Linked DNA regions of Mus musculus: regions 2, 3 and 4 are each linked to region 1. Evidence: chromatin contacts called from public promoter capture Hi-C data. All regions are on one chromosome and are shown on one strand. Each heading gives the region's core, a stretch centred on a gene start, on an enhancer-like site or on the middle of the called end of the contact. The rest is flanking DNA. Distances are from core to core; before and after follow the strand shown. Region 1 holds the start of Exog (endo/exonuclease (5'-3'), endonuclease G-like). Region 2 holds the start of Rpsa (ribosomal protein SA). Region 3 holds the start of Csrnp1 (cysteine-serine-rich nuclear protein 1). Region 4 holds the start of Ctdspl (CTD (carboxy-terminal domain, RNA polymerase II, polypeptide A) small phosphatase-like).

Region 1 (2,611 bases), core at 57-2,556:
TGGGAGTCTATTAAACACGAATATTCTTCTTTTTACAAAAAATAATTTACGGTCTTCAGAGTGAGTTCCTGGACAGCCAGGGCTACACAGAGAAACCCTGTCTTAAAAAAAAAAACAAAAATAATAACAATTTACTTAATTTTATTTTATGTGCATTGGTGTGAGGGTGTCAGTCATGAGCTACCATGTGGGTGCTGGGAATTGAACCCAGACCCTTTAGAAGAGCTGACAGTGTTCTTAATCACTTAGCCATTTCTCTGGACCTTATGTTCTCCCTTTGTCAGTGGGCATTTGCCCATCAATTTTGTCTAAGACCAATTTGAGAGGTCCCATAAAGTGGCTAACATTTACAGTGTTACTTGACGGCATGCATCCCGTGTATACCACCTTAGTCCTGAGATGAATCCCTATCGTCTAAGATGATGATTTTAACTTCTTTTTTGAGACAGGGTCTTGCGATGTAGCTGAGACTCATTTGGAACTCACTATGTAGTCTAAGCTGATCTGGAGCTCAGAAATTCCTTCCTTGTCTTTGCTAGCGCTGGGGTTACAGATCGGCTCCACCAAGCCCAATTACAGTTTATTACATCGACTTATTTATGTCTGGCTGTACATACCTGTGCATGTAGGATGGCAAGCCCATGCCTGTGACGGTGAGAGGACAGCTTTCAGGAGTCAGTCCTCTTCTACCAAGTAGGTTCCAGGGACTGAATTCAAGTGTCAGTTTTGGTGGCAAGCACCCTTACTGATGAACCATCTTGCTTGTCTAGGCACAAATTAAAAGAGATAACATGGACTGACACACTGGACTAGTTTGGTAAGGATTTAACTTCTGAGCTCTGGCCCATCCAGAGTCTCTGGCTACCATTGAGTACTGTTTTCCCAGGAAACTCGATAGGTGGTACAAACACTCTGATGTGTATTTTGACTTTGAAGCAAGTGCCCCAAACAGTCCAATGGGGTACAGGTTTTGGAATCACATCGAGTTGGATCCCAGGTTAGGAGATCTTTGATGGATCATGAACAAGCATTTACTCACTATTAAATGGGACTAAAGACAATTTCTTCAGAGGACAGTACACACACACCATTAAATTGACAAGCTAGGACACTTAACCCATCCATTAACTGGCCAGGACCAGGGATGGAGGTAGGCGTGCCTCCCCTGCTGGACTCTAGGGGACGCGCGAGACCCTCAGCAGCGAAGGCCTCTGGGAGGCGGTTCGGGATGGCGCATGCGCGCCTGGTTCCGGAGCCGGCGATTGGACCATTCCGGCCTCGGAGCCCCCGCGTGCGCATGCGTGGCAGAGACAAAGTGCTGGCGCCCGCGAGTCATGGCTGCAAAGAGCTTCGCTTCCCGTCTCAGGGACTCGCGGCGATTTCTGAATGGCTTCTTGGCCGGGGCTGTAGTGGGCGCCGCGGGAGCGGGGCTGACGGCGCTGCAGTTTTTCCGGCGTCCGGACGCGGAATCCGCGAAGCTGGCGAGGCAGCCACACGGTGAGTCTGCAAGCCTAAGCCGGCTCGGTTCCCCACTGCTCCCCCAAATTCTTCACCTGGCTGCGGGCTCACACGTCACCACCCCTCCATCCTTAGCTCCACCCCGAGCTGAGACTCTGTTTGTTCTCCACCTTAGGTGCAGCACAGTGCCTGGTACAGAATTGGCCTTCAGTAAGTGTCTTAGTTTCTTTTCCTGTTGCTGTGACAACGTATACCTGACAGAAGCAACTTAAGGGAAGGGTCTGTTTTAGCTCCCCGTTCGAGGTGCACCCCATCGTGGCGGGGAAGGAGCTCGAAGCAGCTGGCCACGTCAGGAAACGGACGAATGCGTGCTGCCTTTTGGCTCCCTTTTCTCCCAGTTTATACAATGTGGCCACGTCCCTCCACTGTCAGGAAACGGACGAACGTGCTGCCTTTTGGCTCCCTTTTCTCCCAGTTTATACAGTGCGAATCCCAGTCAGGGAATGGCCCAGCCCATAATTAATCTGGGGATCCCCATATCATTTAATACAGCCAAGATTCCCCCTCTCCCCATAGGAATACCCGGAGGCCTGCTTCTCAGGTGTTTCTAGATTCTGTCAAATTGACAACATCACAACAAGAATGTTTGAAGGCGTTTCCGTAAAGAATATCTGCTACCCAGTCTTCCTAGTATGTACATCCTTAAATTTACGGGGCATCTTATCTTTAGACAGAGAAGTGAGCACAGACCCATCTCATTCCAGGACGTGCTGAACCACCCGCTTCTTTTGACACTTGCCATTGTGCCAGAGGACTGCTCTGGGGAGGCATGGGGAGGAGTCACTTGGAAGCAGCTCCGGGTTGAGTCCTCTAGGAGGAAGTGTCAGTTTCTTAGCCCCACTGCAGTGAAGGCTGCAGTCTGTCTTTCCTTGAACTGAAACACTGGGGAAGTATCAGTGAGGGACAGTGTGGGTGGGCTTGTTTGCTCTGTTTTTGCTTTGAGCCAGTACTCACTGTGACCCAGCCAGGCATGAGACATGGAGAAACAGGTGTGTGCACCCACTCTTGGAGTTAAGGTCTTTTAAAAAACGAAATGGATACTTAACCTGGCAGCTGATATATCATGTTGATGAAAAACTAAAATGATGGCCAT
Region 2 (2,611 bases), core at 29-2,528, 680 kb after region 1:
CAGCCTGGTACCAAGCGTGACCAAGGACAGCCGCAGGGAGCTAGGCCACTCTATTTTTTCTTTTTTTTAAAGACAGGGTTTCTCTGTGTAGCTTTGGCTGTCCTGGAACTCATTTTTGTAGATTAGACTAGCTTTCAACTCGTAGAGATCTGCTTGCCTCTGTCTCCTGAGTGCTGGCTAGGATTACAGGCATAGGCCACCACTACCTGACCTGAACATACCACTTAATAGATTTTAGAATATTCTGTTTTACTTAACAAGATATCTTGATACACATTCACGATGTGGCAAGTTAAATGCTTTGTTCTTTTTAGTTTTACCGTTTTATATTTATTTTTGAGACAGAGTATGACTATAGCTTCAAATTCATGGTCCTCTTGCCCCAGCAAGAACTGAAGAAACCCAGAGCCTTTCGATGTTAGTACTCTACCACGGAGCTGCACCCACACTCCTCTGGGTTTTTGATCTATTATTTTTGTTGTATGCATATATGGTTATCCTTCAGTATCTGTGGGATTTGTTCCAGAACCACCTATGGATGCCAAACCCATAGATGCTCAAGTCCCTAATATAAAATGGTCTGAGCTGGGCGTGGTGGCACACGCCTTTATTTAGCCCCGGCACTCCGGAGGCAGAGGCGGGCGGATTTCTGAGTTCGAGGCCAGCCTGGTCAATAAAGTGAGTTCCGGGACAGCCAGGGCTGTACAGAGAAACCCTGTCTCGAAAAACAAAACAAAACAAAAATAGTCTGGTATTTTCTAATAACCACAACCCTCCCACAGACTCCAAGTCATCTCTAGATTACTTGAGACATGGAATACAGTAATAAACGCTTTGTAAATAGATGACGCATCCAAATTTCTCCCTGCTCCCTTCAACACTTTTGTAATATCTTACTGGGTAACTACTATTTTGTAGTTCTCAAATGTAGGAAGGAGCCAGTACCAGAGGGGCAGGCGGGTGTGTGCTCCTGGAGTTAATCCTGACATAGGTGGCCCAGCTTGAAGCCTATTCGTCACTCAGCGGACCAAAAGCTACGGACTTTCCACGCTCGCTCCCCCCCCCCCACTCCCCCCCCTCGCCCCAGCTACTTCCGGCCTGGGGTCTGTGCAGCGACTGCAGCCGCGCAGGCGCGGGCCACTTTAACTTCCGCTCCGCGCGCGCTACAGCGGGCCCACTCACTGAATCTGCGCGTGCGCCAGAGGCTTTTTCCGGAGCGGAAGTTCTCCCTTTTTGCTTAGCCTGCTTTGCCATTGGCTGGCTGTGGGTTATTTAAGGACGTCATTTCCGGCCGCCCGTCCTTTCGCGCTACCCGGGGACGGGTCCATACGGCGTTGTTCTTGGTGAGTCTCACGTGGAGCCCTCGGCGTCTCCGGACGCCGCGGGACGCGCGCTTACTAGCTTCCCGCGCCATGGGTGGGCGCGGAGGGCGCCGAGGCTGCGTGTGCCGGGGCGGCTTGGCTCCTGGCGGCAGCGCCACGTGCTGGCCCGCAGTTAGGTGGGGCGGGCGCCACTGCGGGGCCCTTCTGCGGTTCGCGCCACGCTCGAGGGCCCTGTCGGCAAGATGCTGGGAAAAGTGCTTGTGAGGCGCATGGAGATGGGACGGGAACTGCCGGCCAGTCTCGAAATACAACTCCCGAAGCACCCCGATCATGGCCGCCTTTGCGCAACTCTCGGTGCAAAGAAGCAGCTATACTTAAGTAGCTATCCTGTAGTCAGTGTGCCTGCGGAGGCGCTAACTTCAACTGTCCAGTTTTTCTATATGTGCTCTGCTGACAAAGTCACTTTCCTTAGTGACTAGGTGGCCAGAAAAATCGAAAGGCAAGGAGGAATAAGAACACAACCCATTTCAGCTCAGATGATGTGCTGCGCCTAGTGGCATACGCCTTTAGTCCCCCTCTCAGGAGGCAGGGCAATCTTGTGAGTTCTAGTGTCAGAAGAAAAAAGATGAATTTTATTCCTTTTTTAGATTCCCATCGTAACTTAAAGGGAAACTTACACAATGTCCGGAGCCCTTGACGTCCTGCAGATGAAGGAGGAGGATGTCCTCAAATTCCTTGCTGCGGGAACCCACTTAGGTGGCACCAACCTTGACTTTCAGATGGAGCAGTACATCTACAAAAGGAAAAGTGACGGTCAGTTGCCACCTGTGATAGTCAGTTCCTGACTATGGTGCTCTAATGGGTATAGTGCCTGGTAACTGAATGGTTGGTGTTGGAGTGCTACTCTGGCTTGTGATGTAACTAAGAGGATGTGTGGGAAGGGGCCAGAGGTCATGGAGGACTGACTGACCCTGCACACTATTAAAGCTCAGAGTGGAGGCCAGTCTTGGCCAGTGAACTTCTGAGTGTCGGAAGTGTGCTACATTGAATTTATGGCAGGATTTTCGCTAACACCAGTAGAGCTTGCCTCTATGACTGGAGTTTGGTAGTGGTCACTGCCACATGCGTATGCCTTACCTTCCCACAGTGTCCATTCACAAGGCTATGAGGCTAGCAAGCCTGTCTGGGACACCCACTTTAAACTACTTGTTGCTGGGTGTGGTGGTTTCACACCCTTTAATCCTAGTGTTTAGGAGGCAGTCAGGAGTCTGATCAGCCAGGTCTGCAGA
Region 3 (2,611 bases), core at 38-2,537, 540 kb after region 1:
TGTTAGCCCGAGGGCACAGGAAGCCACCCAAGTGCGTAAGTAAGGACTGACAATTCTAGATTTGCATGGTTGAAAGATGGCTCAGCGCCTGAGCCAGAGAGGGTGTGACCCGTAGGACACAGGGTAGGGCCAGGTGAACTGACAGGACAAGCGCAAAGGAGAAAAGGGGGTGGATTTGGTGACAGCTCGGGAGATGTGGGCGGGGCTGTCAAAGATTTGGGGGCAGAGAGTATTGACTTACTCTCTGCAGAAGGCTGAGACTTCGGTCCAGAGATGTTGGGTGGGTAGCTAGAGAGGAGGGAGGAATTCTCTGTTGTCAGGAAGGTGGGCTACATCTGGGAGTGACTGTATCGGCAACCCGAGTGACTAAGTGTGTGGCCGTTGCTGTGGTGTAGGCTTTTCTACAGTACATGAAGGCGAAAGGACCTCCGGGAAGGGGAAACTGAGGAAGGAGAGGAAATGCATGCAGAAGAGGGAGTAGAGGTGCGTGGGAGAGAGCCTACGTGTGCCCGCGGGTGGTCGGTGTAGCTGCGCCCCGGTGACTCACGGCAGTGGCCTCTGAGTGTGACGGTGACAGGTGAACATACGACACAATCCTTCTCCCCCCCGCCTCCCTCCCGGGGTCCGTGACTCACCAAGCCTCGCTCATTCCTCACTCATCCCTCCAAACCCTCCCTGACCCCCGCCTGCCGAGGGCGCCCGGCACACGCCGCAGCTCGGGCACCCTCCCCCTAGGGAGCCCGAGGAGGAAGACGACCAATGTCACCTGCCCCGGCCACGCGAGTAACTTCTGAAAAGTTCTCAGGCAACTAGGTCAAAAGGAAACTCACCCGCGGGCACGCGCGCCCCGTCCCACTGCCACCTGCGCCCGGCTTTGGGGCGCCTGGACATCTGGGGTAACCACAACGAGGCGGGGGAGGGGAAGCCTGCCCCCCCCCCGCCACCTCGCAGCCGTGGGCTCTCACTCCAGGCGCCAGATCTCCAGTCGGGCTCGGAGGCCGGATCCCGGCGTCCCCTCCGGAGGACCCAAGGGAGATCAGCGGGGAGCTGGAGTGACAGCGCCACTCACCCGAGACGCCCCCTGCCCCATTTCCCATCCCGCCGCGTTCAGGAACCGTGGCACTCACCTAAGCTAGCAGGGCTCGCCCAGTTCACCGAAGCCACTCGTGTGCCGGCCCCAGGGTCGCAGCGCACACAGCGACCCGCAGTGCGCTCGGCCGGGCGGCCGTCGGTGCAGCCGGCCCAGGTCTGCGCGTCCGGCGGCGGCGGGAGAGACTGGCTCAGCCCCGGCCCCGCCCGCGGCTCCGCCCTCCTCGTCAGTGGAAAACTCCGGGGCTCACGGCGCTGACGCACGCCGGGCCTCCCGCCAGGCCGCCCCGCAGCCCGCAGCCTTCGGCCCCGCCCCGGAGGCACCGCCCCCTCCCCCGCCTCGAGCCTCCCCGCGGACTGTGACCGGGCCGCGACGCCGCTGCTCCGCGCTCGGCTCCTAAGATCGCGGAGCCGAGCTTCGTGCAGAGCCGGGTCCTAGAGATGCCCGCTTCTCCACGCCGAGCAGTCCCGAGCTGCAGACTGGGTAGACTGAGGCTGCGAGCGATGGAAGCTCCTCCCCTGCCTCCACCCGCCCAGGGCAGATTATTATCAATTCAATCTGAGGACCCTTCCCCGGCCCTCACCCCACCTCTTTTTCCCAGATCCCGCAGAAAGTTAGCTCAGACTGGAGACCAGCCAGGGATGAGGAGAGAAGAAAAGGTCATCCTAGGGCCTGGCCTTCACCTCTGCCCTCGGGCCAGAGCCCTTACTCCGAACAATACCTAAAGTAGAGATTGCTGGAACCAGCTTCCCCACCCCCATCCCTCCTTAAAAAAAAAAAAAAAAAGAATCTGGTTTCTCCTAGGCCGGACCCTGGCTACTTACAGCGGATTGCTGCCTCCTCTGCTCCCGCCAAGACCTTCCTTAGGCTCGCAGCCAACTCCCTGTACTACTAGGCAGAAGAAAGTGTGTTCTAGCAGTCAACTTCTCTCTCAGGAGCCCACCCGAGTCCTCGTCAGCCCACGGCAGGGCCAGTTCGACCCAGTACCTAGAGCGCTTTTCTCTCCCGTTCTGACTGCACCGCCTGGAACGTTTCACCCTCACTCTGCTCACCTGAGGGAATCCCAACAACGTCTAGGATGGCTCAGCAAGGACTGCCTCCTCCTCCTGGAAGCCTTCGTGGAAGCTCGACCCTCCCCCTCCCAGCCCCGCTCCCGCTGCATTCTGGGTTCTTCTGACTGTCCTAGATGAATGCTGTCAGTGGCTAGTCCAACCCTCAGGATTCCATTCTCCCCTCCCCCGGGTGTAGTAGGGAGGTGACCTTCTGTCCTGCCTAAATGGCACCGAGGGTGGGGAGGATGACGGGCCCTTTCTTCAGTCTTCAGTCCTGGATGTACATGTGTACAGAGGACAAGCAGAGTGGGGGTGGGGGAGTCAGCCTGCCCTTTATCTGTGGTAATCTGGGGTCTGAGATCCTCAACACACAGCTTTGGTACACAGAAGCTGCCGGGTGGCTGAGTCTGCTCAGGAAATAGTCTACAGGGCTAGCTGAAGAAGCATGTAGCTCAATGGTAGGGCACTT
Region 4 (2,611 bases), core at 52-2,551, 520 kb before region 1:
GGCGCTTCTGGAAGTTTCTTTCCAACTTTGTAGACGCTCATCGGTGAACACGCGGCTTGAATGGTGCCAGCGCCGGGATCGCACCGGCGTGGAAAAGTAAGGAAGTCCCAGCAGGCCTCCCCTCTTGAAAGCCACCCGGGGAGAGGCGGGTAGGGGAGTAGGGGGCAAGTGCGCGCGCAAACTGGCGAATGGGCGGAGTTAGATTGTCTTCTCCAGCCCGTCTGTCAGTCACGAGCTTCAGCTCCGCCCACACAGCGGTAATTGGTGAGGAGCGCGCGCGAGCGCCCGCGGCCCGCCCCCTTCAGCACTGCCCCCGCCCACCGGTTGACAGGGCTGCAAGTGGGGCCTGCAAGTTGGAGCAAGAAGGTGCGTGCGGGTGCCGAAATGCTCAGACCCTCCGAAGCTGATGGGCACCTGCTCACACCCAGCTTTGGCTGTCACCCCAGACCTGACAGCAGCCCGATGCTCATGTACTCGAGTCCTGGCCCAGCTCTGCTCCTACAGGCCCCTTTCCACTCCATCAGCCACCTACAGCCTCTTTTCTGTCTTTAAGTGGCTGAACCCCTCGCCGAGGTGCCCACAGTCTCATGTGCCAAGAGGTCTAGCCTCGAGGACGCACTGTTCTGCACACCGACTCTCGCCCGGGCTGCTTATGCGGACTACACAGTGTGAGCCCGGTCTGCAGACTCTCCGCGCACCTCTCATCGCCTCCTCACCCCCAGGCCCAGCATCCCCTATGGCTCACCTCACAGCCTAGCTCTACATTACCCCAACTCTATGCCCGAACCCCGATGCAGCCTCGCTCCCTGCTCCCCTGCGGAACCCTCCATTCCCAGTTTGAGCGTCAGGACGTCCCTCACCCGGAACCCACTACCGACTGCAATCTTCTCCCACGGTACCTGGACTCGGGGTGAATAAACCTCCCCGGGCCTCAGCCGGCGATCCCGCTGCACCCCGGGCTTCCGCCGAGCACTCCCCGCGCTTCCATTCCGCGCCGCGCGGCCCACACCTCGATCGCTGAGCTTGCTCTATCTCCCAGGCTCCGCCGCACCCTCCCACCTACCCCGAGGCCCTCTGTGCCCCGCACGCGCGCGCCACCGCCCCAGACCACACCCCGCACGCTGTGCCCCCCGACTCGGCCCCGCACCCCTCTCCCCGGCGGGCGGCGGACGGCGGGCGGGCGGGCAGCGCCGGCGGCGGTGGAGGCCAGTCCTCGGGCCGGGACACACCCACCCGCCCGCCCTCCTCGCTTTCCTCCTTCCCTCCCCCTCGCGCTCCCTCTCTCCCGCCCTCCCGCCCTAGCTCCGCGCTCGCTCCTTCTCTCCGTCGCCTGCTCGCGCTTCCCGCGGCGCCGGGCCTCCCGCTCCGCCTCCCCGAGCGCGGCTCTCCCGGGCGCGGCTCCGGGGTTCATGCTGACGAGGCGGCGGCCGCTTCAGCCCAGCGGCGGCGGCGACGGCGGGAGCTGGGGCGCGGGCCCCGGCCGCCTCTCTCGGAGCGCGGGGCCGGGCGGCGGCGAGCGCCCCACCGCGCCGCGCCCCTGCGCGCCCCCTACGCCGCGCCCCCGCGCGCCCCCCGCGCCTAGCCTGCGGGGGGCCGGGCCTGCGGGCGGCCGGCGCGGCGCGCACCCATGGACGGTCCGGCCATCATCACCCAGGTGACCAACCCCAAGGAGGATGAGGCCCGGTCGCCCGTCGCGGGCGAAAAAGGTGAGGAGGGGCACGGGCAGCTGCCGCGGGGGGCGTGAGTGCACCCGGCGTCGCCGGAGTTCTCGGTGTGCGCCCGCACGGGCGTGGGGGAGGGGTGTACCGGGCCAGGAGGGTGCGTGGGTGTGGGGTGCGCCTGGAGCAGAGGGAGGCTGGGAGGGTGCCTGTGCCAGCTGAGCTCGTGTGAGTGTGCATGAGCGGCTGAGAAGTTGGGATCGGATGTGTGCACTGCACAGAGCTGTTTTAAGTGTGCATGCAGTGCGTGAGACAGGTTGTGTGCACACCTATGTGTACGCGCAGGCCAACTGAGAGATTATAAGGGCGTGAATGCTTTTAGCAGATTGTGTGTGTTCCTGACAGGCTGTGAGTTTGTGGACTTAATGTGGAGGTCTGTATGCCTCTGACTGAGAGGTGGTGATCGGTGTGCAGAGCCTGAGCGTGTGGACCTTGTGTGTGTGTGTGTTCACTCCTGATGGAGTTGTGTGAGAGAGAGAGAGTGTATGAATGTATGCCTACGCTATCCTACTGTCAGAATGTACTGTGTCTCTTTGCTGTTTGGGTGTATGTGCATATCTGGCTTTGACCAAGATCCTGTGTACACAAGTGCACACATGCTTGTGCCTGTTTGTGCATAACACAGAGAGGCCATGTCTTGAAAATATTTAGTTGGTTGTGCAAGTGGAGGAGAGAGGCGAGGAGCAGCGCCGTCCCCACAACACCACACACACATACACACAAGCACATATGCACACTTCCTTTTTAGCTTGTCTCCCAGCCACCAACCAGCCTGTCAGGAACTCCACCGCCTGGCATCTCCGGCCTCTTGTGGGTGGGGGGAGCTCTACGCAGCACTTGGCAAACGCTTAGTGGCTTAGTGCGTTAGAGCTGTCCCCTTTGGGGTAGTTGGT

The links. Promoter capture Hi-C pulls out the DNA fragments that hold promoters and counts their contacts.
Region 2: a promoter capture Hi-C map of pre-B cells shows a contact between it and region 1, with 2.6 times the contacts expected there. The contact joins the promoter of Rpsa here to the promoter of Exog in region 1. A contact is called at or near these places in 3 of 39 promoter capture datasets (hippocampal neurons, liver and pre-B cells) and 1 of 115 datasets of contacts at active chromatin or transcription factors (large pre-B cells).
Region 3: a contact with region 1 is called in a promoter capture Hi-C map of embryonic stem cells, with 2.1 times the contacts expected there. The contact joins the promoter of Csrnp1 here to the promoter of Exog in region 1. A contact is called at or near these places in 3 of 39 promoter capture datasets (the 3T3-L1 cell line, embryonic stem cells and hippocampal neurons) and 2 of 9 other capture datasets (liver and pancreatic islet).
Region 4: a promoter capture Hi-C map of embryonic stem cells shows a contact between it and region 1, with 2.9 times the contacts expected there. The contact joins the promoter of Ctdspl here to the promoter of Exog in region 1. A contact is called at or near these places in 6 of 39 promoter capture datasets (cranial neural crest, embryonic stem cells, erythroid cells and 3 more), 1 of 15 datasets of contacts at CTCF or cohesin (embryonic stem cells), 10 of 484 Hi-C or Micro-C datasets (B cells, the G1E-ER4 cell line, LSK cells and 5 more), 2 of 115 datasets of contacts at active chromatin or transcription factors (embryonic stem cells and forebrain) and 2 of 9 other capture datasets (adipose tissue and embryonic stem cells).

Annotation. Positions count from the first base shown.
Region 1 is chr9:119,443,654-119,446,264 of GRCm38.p6, forward strand. Exog (endo/exonuclease (5'-3'), endonuclease G-like) reads left to right here and starts at 1,307. Exons shown (of 6, transcript NM_172456.4): 1 at 1,307-1,497. The coding sequence starts at 1,335.
Region 2 is chr9:120,126,488-120,129,098 of GRCm38.p6, forward strand. It overlaps Rpsa (ribosomal protein SA), which reads left to right and starts at 1,279. Exons shown (of 7, transcript NM_011029.4): 1 at 1,279-1,343; 2 at 1,970-2,135. The coding sequence starts at 2,003. It overlaps LOC115485682 (a small nucleolar RNA gene), which reads left to right and starts at 2,293; the gene lies at 2,293-2,448.
Region 3 is chr9:119,982,492-119,985,102 of GRCm38.p6, forward strand. It overlaps Csrnp1 (cysteine-serine-rich nuclear protein 1), which reads right to left and starts at 1,288. Exons shown (of 5, transcript NM_001357562.1): 1 at 1,128-1,288. Gm33800 (a long non-coding RNA gene) reads left to right here and starts at 1,354. Exons shown (of 4, transcript XR_871355.3): 1 at 1,354-2,611.
Region 4 is chr9:118,925,235-118,927,845 of GRCm38.p6, forward strand. Ctdspl (CTD (carboxy-terminal domain, RNA polymerase II, polypeptide A) small phosphatase-like) reads left to right here and starts at 1,302. Exons shown (of 8, transcript NM_133710.3): 1 at 1,302-1,706. The coding sequence starts at 1,628.